2 separate regions of the Mus musculus genome follow, and region 1 is linked to region 2. The links are chromatin contacts, called in public promoter capture Hi-C maps. All regions are on one chromosome and are shown on one strand. The core of a region is the stretch at or near the end of the contact, and the rest is flanking DNA. Distances in the headings are between cores, read along the strand shown. Region 1 holds the start of Abca8b (ATP-binding cassette, sub-family A (ABC1), member 8b). Region 2 holds the start of E030025P04Rik (RIKEN cDNA E030025P04 gene).

What was found. Capture Hi-C pulls out chosen DNA fragments and counts their contacts.
Region 1: a contact with region 2 is called in a promoter capture Hi-C map of liver, with 5 times the contacts expected there. The contact joins the promoter of Abca8b here to the promoter of E030025P04Rik in region 2. A contact is called at or near these places in 1 of 39 promoter capture datasets (pre-B cells) and 1 of 9 other capture datasets (liver).

Annotation. Positions count from the first base shown.
Region 1 is chr11:109,994,235-109,998,362 of GRCm38.p6, reverse strand. Abca8b (ATP-binding cassette, sub-family A (ABC1), member 8b) reads left to right here and starts at 2,518. Exons shown (of 39, transcript NM_013851.3): 1 at 2,518-2,751.
Region 2 is chr11:109,142,494-109,146,766 of GRCm38.p6, reverse strand. It overlaps E030025P04Rik (RIKEN cDNA E030025P04 gene), which reads left to right and starts at 2,398. Exons shown (of 3, transcript NR_037978.1): 1 at 2,398-2,948.

The DNA of each region.
Region 1 (4,128 bases), core at 1,269-3,768, 850 kb before region 2:
TTGGGATAGCATTGGAAATGTAATTGAGGAAAATATGTAATAAAAAAAGAAAAAAAATATGGTGATCTCTACAGGCTTTATCTCCCCTTTGTTGGGTATTTAAGCTAATGTTATCCCAGTTGGGTCCTGGGAGCCTCTCCCTTCCCAGGCAATCTGGGACTTTCTAGTGCCACTCCCCGCCCCCCCCCCCCCCCCCCCGTTCCCCACCTCCACTGCTACATATTTCTATTCATTTTCTGGACCCTCTGGATTTCTCTCCTGTCTCTTCCCATACCTGCTCCTGCCCCCCCCCCGTTTTCCCTCCCCCACCTCTCTCCCTCCCAGGTCCCTCCCTCCCTCCCTCCACCTCCATTAGATAGGCATGACCCACCCATGTCAAAAATGTTAACACAGAATTTTTCCTGTCTAAAGGAAATGCAGGGACAAAACATGGAGCAGAGGCCAAAGAAAAGGCCATCTAGACACTACCCCACCTTGAGATCCATCCCCAGAGCTCCCAGGTACTAAACCATCAACAAAGAATACACATGGAGGGACCCCATGGCTCCAGCTACATATGTAGCAGAGGATGGCCTTATCTGGCAACAATGGGAGGGGAGGCTCCAGGTCCTGTGGAGGCTTGATGGGTCAGCATAAAGGATGCTAGAGTGGTGAGGCAGGAGTGGGTGGGTAAGTGGATGAGAGAGCAAAGGGGAGGGGAGATGGGATGGGTAGTTTGTGAGGAGAAACCAGAAGGGGCACAATATTTGAAATATAAAATAACCAATAAAAGCTTAAGTTCATTGGTTAAAAATAATAATAAGGTGGATTGGGGACTGGAGAGGTGGCTCAGGGATAAAGAGCACAGTTGCTCTTGCAGAGGACCCAGATTCAGTTCCCATACGGTAATCTGCAATCTGTAACTCCAGTTCCAAGGGATTTGACTCAATTCTTAACCCCACGGACACAAGGTATGCACTTGATGTATGCGCATGCACAGACGTACAACCAAAACACCCAAACACATAAGATAAAATAAATAAACCTTTTTAAAATAAAAATTACGGTGATACATAGAGAAACCCTGTCTCTAAAACAAACAAACAACAACAAAAAAAAACAGTATAATGAATTTGTTTTTTAATTGTGTGAGAATTTCATACATGTATTACATTTACATAATTTCCCCTCTAATTTTTCCTGTGTGTCTACTCAATTCCCTCTCAAATTCATGGCATCTTAATTTCTATTGTACACACACATACACACACATACACACACACACACCCCTAATGTCTTTTAACATTGTTCATATGTACCCGTCTTTAGGGCTGACCACTTGGGATTGGATGAACTACAAGACTTTTTTCTGGAGAGCACTGGTTCTCCGTTCCTCACCAGTCATTGGTTGCCTATATCTCTTTATCTAGGAGTAGACCCTAGAAATTTTACCTCTTCCTGTTGGCATGTCAGCTGTGGTTGTCATTATGTAAGTTTCCTTTAGGCAGATATATTGTTGCAACCTCCCGGGAGCAGCAATCCTGTCTAGAAGATATTGTCCAGCAGCCATATAGCCTAGTCCTCTGATTCACATCCCTTCTTCCAGGATGTTCCCTGAACTTATATTATGGGTGTACATAATGTGTTGGGTCTGGGTACCTCTTGGCGACCAGTTATGGATCCTTGTAGTAGCCTCAGTTAGATGCAAAAGGAAGCTTCTTGAAGAAGCATGAGAACTACATTCAACTGTAGGCATAAGAAGTATTTAAAATGCAGTTAGAAATTATATTGCTTAAGAAAAATAGCAGTGGTACATTCTCCTCTAGGGTCTATGACCGCTACATCCACAGAGAGTTGACTAGGTTTAGAATATCAAACACAATTTCCTTCTGATTGAGAAGGCTTGGTGTTCAATTATATAGCTGTTGGATACCCCCAAGGTAAATAATGCCACAGTTACACCAGTCAGAAAAATAATAGCATGGTACACAGTAATATATAATTAAAATAATATATAATAAAATAGCATATTCATAATCCATGATTAGTGTTTATTAAGCAAATGGCAATCAAGCTGCAAAAATAACAGAAATATGGACAGCACTTGATGAAGACCCTTGATGTCTATCTCTTTCCTCCAGGAGCAGAAGGGACATACAAGATAATTGTCTCCAGTATCTAGAATGAAGACCCTAAAACCTACTCCATAAATCAACAGTCAAGACTAAAGCTCAGCGGGAACTGGAAAAAAATCACCAGAGAACTAAATGAAAGCAAAACTGAGAAATAAGAATGAAAATCCTGAGTGAAGAAGTCAGAAGCCCAGGGCTGTGGGTGGAGAGAAAGCTTTCCTCCGATAACACAGCTCTCTGATTTACCACCTTCCAGTTTAAAAGCAACGCATTAAATGTTGCTCTCCAGCTTAGGCATCCTGCAAGCTTGGGAATATTGAATTTCCTCCGTTATACAGCCACATGGCCAGGTGACCAAATATAACTGGCACCGCCCTGCGGGGGCTGGCTGCACAGCGGTAAAAGAGGAGCAGCCATGCGCGGTCACGTGTCCGTGGTGTTTGGCAAGACCAACCCAGAGCTGAGATCATAAACTCCCGCTGAGAGCAGCTTTCACCAGTCGCGTTCACGGACAGCAAACAGTTAAACTCTAGAAAGGTGCTGGAGAATAGGGGGAGGGGAAGGTGTCTCACTTTATTATTCTAAACAGAGCCCGTGATTAAATGGTGCGGCTGGAGTCCCTGCTTGGCATTTCCCGAAAGTAAGTTTCTGAGATTTTGTTTTCCTTATCAGGTTTATTTGTTTGGGCATCGGGATTATTATTGTTGTTGTTATAATAAAAAAATGAACCGTTTTATGAGCTGAATGCTAACCATCTGTGTCAAAGTTGGTTTTTTAAAAATCAGTGGGCTATTCTGAAATGTTTTGGTGTCTGGTGTGTAATATTAAATAGAGCAAGGTATTCAATTAAAATATATACCTTTATATCATGATGTTCTGCTGAGCCATAAAATGAGTGTGCGAATGAGCTGAAATTGGCCAACAGACTGACTGTCAAGCTGAGACACTTCAGGATTGAGTGGGAAGCTTGTACTGCCTCTGGAGTTATTTGCTTTGATGATGTAATTTGGCAATCTGGGGTTAACTTTTCTGAGACTGCTTCCGGAGAGGGTTCACAGAACACTTGATGAATAGCAAGCTGTGACTGTTCTTGGATCTCTGGCTGTTCTGACACCGTGGGGGAAATGAGAATGTGAAATGTGCAGGGCTCTCCTGTCTCACAGCCTAACTTTGAATGTTCATCCTTCAGCACAGAAGTGTCAGCCTCCCAGGGCAACAGGGGAGGAGAAACACTTAGTCTCTCGCCCTCTGTCTCTGTCTGTCTCTGTCTCTGTCTCTGTCTCTGTCTCTGTCTCTGTCTCTGTCTCTGTCTGTCTGTCTGTCTGTCTGTCTCTCCCTCCCTTCCCCTTTCTCCTCCTCCCCCCCCCCCCCCCACTTAAACATTTTGGATATTATTTATGCCACAGATAAGGAGGGTTCATGTCTTCAGTATTTTTACAAATCGCAGAACACACACACCAGGAGTGGACAGACAAGGAGGCGATTTTAATTTACAAATAAAATCAGAGAAGTTGCAGACAAGAGTGCAGTTGCCTGCAGGGCTGTGCCTGATTCTGTATTGAGATCTCTACTCAGACAACTCTGCCACCCCAACAGACTACACAGTCCCCTCAGAAGTTGTTCCCTCTGGATTATCCGGACTGAGAACAACTCATGAGGCACCTTAGCGGCCCCTCAGTGGGCACTCCAACCTGATGCAGCTCCACTCTTGGCATCCATTCCTTCCTTCTCTCTTTCCATGAGTTGTCTCCTTTCTTTTCTTGCCTGTCTGCCTTGCCTGGGACCTCCTTTAACAGCCCTATGCAGGTTCCTCCTGTGGCAATAGCCCCTGAGCCTGCTTCAGCCATTGTGTCTCCCATTAGACTGGCCAGGACTTATCACCTGAGCTTCGACTCTAGAGAATCCACGAGAGTGAGCTCTCTGTGTGTGGTAAACATGAGGAGCACTTCTGGTAAGGACCCACCAGCTTGTTGCTGTGGATCATCGTGTGGGGTTCATCCCTAGCACTCGCTTCAGT
Region 2 (4,273 bases), core at 1,149-3,648:
GATCCAGAGCAGACACCAGGATTCACTATTAGCTCTTCAGGCTATCTTTCTGGAATCAGCCCCCGGGAATTGAACTGATTTTCAGTATTGTTGTCAGGTATACACCAGACTAAGCCGGTGGCTCGCACCCAGCCTCCCTGTGCTGGACACTTCAGGTACTACTTCAGGTAAGCCATTTGTCTCTGTGAGTTCAAAAGACTCAACAGCTTCCCGTGAGAAGAACAAGATCTGTTGCACCTGCAGGTCCTTAAAGAACTCTCTCTTGTTTGCTGTGGTGTCCCTGGTGGCTCTCATAGTGTCTGACAATAGGGTTCAGGTGTAGGGAAAGACTCGTGGTAACATAGACGTTAACACCATATAGTCCAAGAGATGGGGCAAGTCCCAGTATGGGTGGCAGGCACCAGCCCTCATCAGGTCAGCCTTGGGGACCCCTGGAGGGGGTTAACATGAGCAGAACTGTCACTAGATGCTTCAGAGAGCAAAGAGGAGGTACAGAGGACCACTCACCTCAGACCTTGGGGTATGTGTTAAGTGTTCGATGTATCCTGGATGACTAAAGAAAGGACATCATGAGCTAGTGTGGATGAAAGTGGTTTTCAAACCATAGGGAAACTCCCTGAGACTGAGCTATTTGGCCATTATCACCTTCTCTGCTCCCTGGATCCATGAATAGATGACATTCTGCAGTCTCTTATGTTGCTGCCACTGCAGAAGCAAGACACAAAGCCTGGCTGTGGGGACCTCCAGGTGGCCAGGTTTGAAGACTTCATGTCAAGGAGCGATAACTACCTTGCTTTTCTTTTCTTGGGGGTTGCTTAGCATCTGGTGTTGTCTTGACCAACAGGCAGTAGCAGTGGTAGTTCATGTTGCAGATTTGAGAGGTTCCTAGAGGCTGTGCAATAAGTCCAGGGTTCAGAAGCACAGTGCTGGAGTCCTGGGCACTATTCATAAGCAGAGAGGGTCACTCAAAAAGCCCTTTTAGAACCGAAGGCCTGTGAGCATGTAGCTCTGACCATGGTCCTAGCAGTCCAAATGGTCCTTGTGAAGATAGAAGGAGGACGTGCTTAAGAGAACAACTACGGAAGTATTTCAGCTTGACTGGGGCAGACGATATTGACAAGAAGGCATCGGTTGGAGACAAACATGAAATACTTACTGGCCTTAGTAGGCAGATGATTCCAGCCATGATCTTAAGGTCTTACATGGTAAGGATCCTAAGATGAGTTGCTAACCTGACTCCAAATCAGACCTTACAGAGAACAGCCAAAGGGTCTGGAAAAGAAAGGAAGTGAAGCCCACCTCCAAGAGTTCCAAAGGATGGAGGGTCTCATTCTGCATGCTTGCTTGGCGAGGTTACGACAAATGCCTGGCTCGATTCCAAGTTCCTAGAAACAATGTTTACAAGATAGTGCCTTTGTTCCTCAAGAAGTAAATACATAGAATCCCAAGTCCAAGCCAGGCGAAGGCCATTGCAGTTCTGTTTCCCTCAGTCCTAAGAGTCTAGCACTCCAAGGACATGGGATGGACGCTAATAACCAAGCTTTATACAGCATCTGGCAACGGCACTCATAAAATCCAGAGAGATTACACGGCCTGGGAAATGGTGCAATTAGTTAGATTTATAACCAGCTGACAGATTGTACCCAAAGGATGCTGATAAACAGGATATAGAATCTCCTAAATGGAGACCTTCAGGAATGAGACAGATATCGTCAATAAGTAAGAGTGGGCTGTGTGCCTGATAACAGGGGACAGTTGGGACAGAGGCCAAACAGAGAGCCTGTGTATCGACTACCAGATGTGCTCATTGCACGAGTCCCAGGTAGAGTGCATAGTCTACAACCTACATAACTGTATACAGCTGCTCCAGCTGTTGGGTTGTGGTTCTGGTGTTGACATAGCTTCAATCGTTCAGGAGAAGCTTTAAAAAATAATCCAGTGTTGGCCACTAATTCAAAGGTAAAATAAAAAAGAAACATAAAATATTATTCAGTCCAAACATAGCACATCTGCAGGCCTCATCTGGCAGCTGGACCATCAATATGTGAACTCTGACCCCAGAAAGATTTTCAGTAGCATGGGGCTGTGTCATGTGTCCACTTCTATTCAACATGTTTATCAATGACTTAGATTAAACTCTAGAAAATATGAGGGTCAAATTGATTATTGATCCAAAGCCAGAGACACAGCTGGATGGCCAACTCTGGATTCTCAATCACTTCAAGAGACAGAGACTAGGACTGGGTTATGCAAGAGGACCTCTGGAGTAAACAAACGTTAGATCACGTCCTTGGGCAGGGTGTGTGTGTGTGTGGGGGGGGACGGGACAGGGACTGATCCACACAAGAACACATGACTTACCAGAGCACGTGGTAAGAGGGGAAATGCTGCAGAGTCTTTGCTGCCCACAGATCAGCAAACACACACTGGTGTGATGTGGTTGCCAAGATGAGAAGGAATTTTCAGCTTCACCAGGGGGAACAGATCCCATTCTGCTGGGGCCAGTGGCAGCTGGAGCTTTGCCCTTGGTTCTGGGAACGCTCTGAGATGGATGACTGCGAGATTTGCAGCAAGGAGGGCAAAGGGATTGAGCACTACTCAAAAGGAGAGTGAGTAGCTAAAGATGTTAGGGCTTCCTCCTCCCTTAGAGAACAGAAGTCTTGGCGTGTAACTCCTGGGCTCTGACATCTGGGGAGTTTCGAATGGATGTCTCAGACAACACCAAAGAAGAAGAAAAAAACATACCAAGAACCAGAGTTTAGTCAACCCTTCAGATACTGCGTAAGCATGTCTCAGATTTGGGGGAAGGACTGTCCCCACCTCACCCCTGGGAGCAGCAGGAGGTGGGTCAACTTCAGCCAAGACCAGGATGGAAGGGATCCGACTGTTAGACGCGTGGCCGTCAGAGACACAGAGGACACAGCTAATAGGATGCAGAAAAGGCCCAGGTGAGAGTTAGCTGTGACATTTTTTTTTAAATAACCACTGAAACTAAATAGCCACATACAAACTTCTAACTTTGGCTGGTAAGGAACAGCGTATCAAACGAATTTAGGAGGAGGGGCCCGAGGCCAATGGGTACTTAGGAGACATCAACATGACAAACCATAGTTTCAAAAGTGGGGTTTCAAGTCGGGCGTGGTGGTGCACACCTTAAATCCCTGCACTTGGGAGGCAGAGGCAGGTAGATGTCTGTGTTTGAGGCTAGCCTGTTCTACAAAACGAGTTCCAGGACAGCCAAGGCTATACAGAGAAACCCTGTCTCGAAAAAAAAAAGTGGGGTTTCTTCTGGGGTTTCTTCACCGAGGACTTCAGGAAGACACCTCATCTTTTTCCACCTTATGTATCTCAGAGGGCCACACTTCCACAAAGATAATTTTTCTCACCAAGTCATGAGAACACTCCCCGTTCTAAGAATGTAGGAACCCATTGCTCTTCCCTCAGAATAGACTGGAATCTCTTCACAAAGCATTGAAATACAACATCTTCTTTCAACGACTGGAGGTAAAGCCCATTCTAGTGTCACAGAGGGGAGAAGGGGATCTCGGAGCGCTACATGGTTGCCTGAGGTCGTGGAGGTCTAAGTCTGCTCTAGCAAGCATTATAAGTGCCCCTCAGAGCAAGAGTCAGCAGACTCCAGGGGAGGCACAGGATCCCAGCTACAGACCGACTTCTGATTCTTTGCTCTTTCATAGGCCTTCACGCCAAATGTCCTGCTATAAAACAAAGGGCCTTCCCATTAAGAACTGGCATCATACTTGGCACGATAGTATATATCTGTAATCCCTGCAGTGCCCAGGAGGCTGAAGGAGGACTTTCCTGAGTCTGAGACTGGCTTAGGTTCATACAATGAGTTAAAGGTCAGCCTGTGCTATAGAGTGGGCACACACACACACACACACACACACACACACACACACACACACACACAGAGAAAGAGAGAGAGAGAGACAGACAGACAGACAGACAGAGACAGACAAACAGACAGACAGACACACACACACAGAGACAGACAGACAGACAGACAGAGACAGAGACAGAGACAGAGACAGAGACAGAGACAGAGAGAACTAACTTGTAGACCATAATAATGAACATTGACTTTGTCCATTATAGACAGTCCCAGTTAGCAATGCAGGGATGTATGCTCATAGCAGGCATGGGCTAGCCTGAAGGCTAGGGACAAATTCTGTGGCCATAACATTAATGTGACCTTCAACCACAGACGGAGTGTCAACACCATTATACACATCACCATCACCATCTTAGGTGC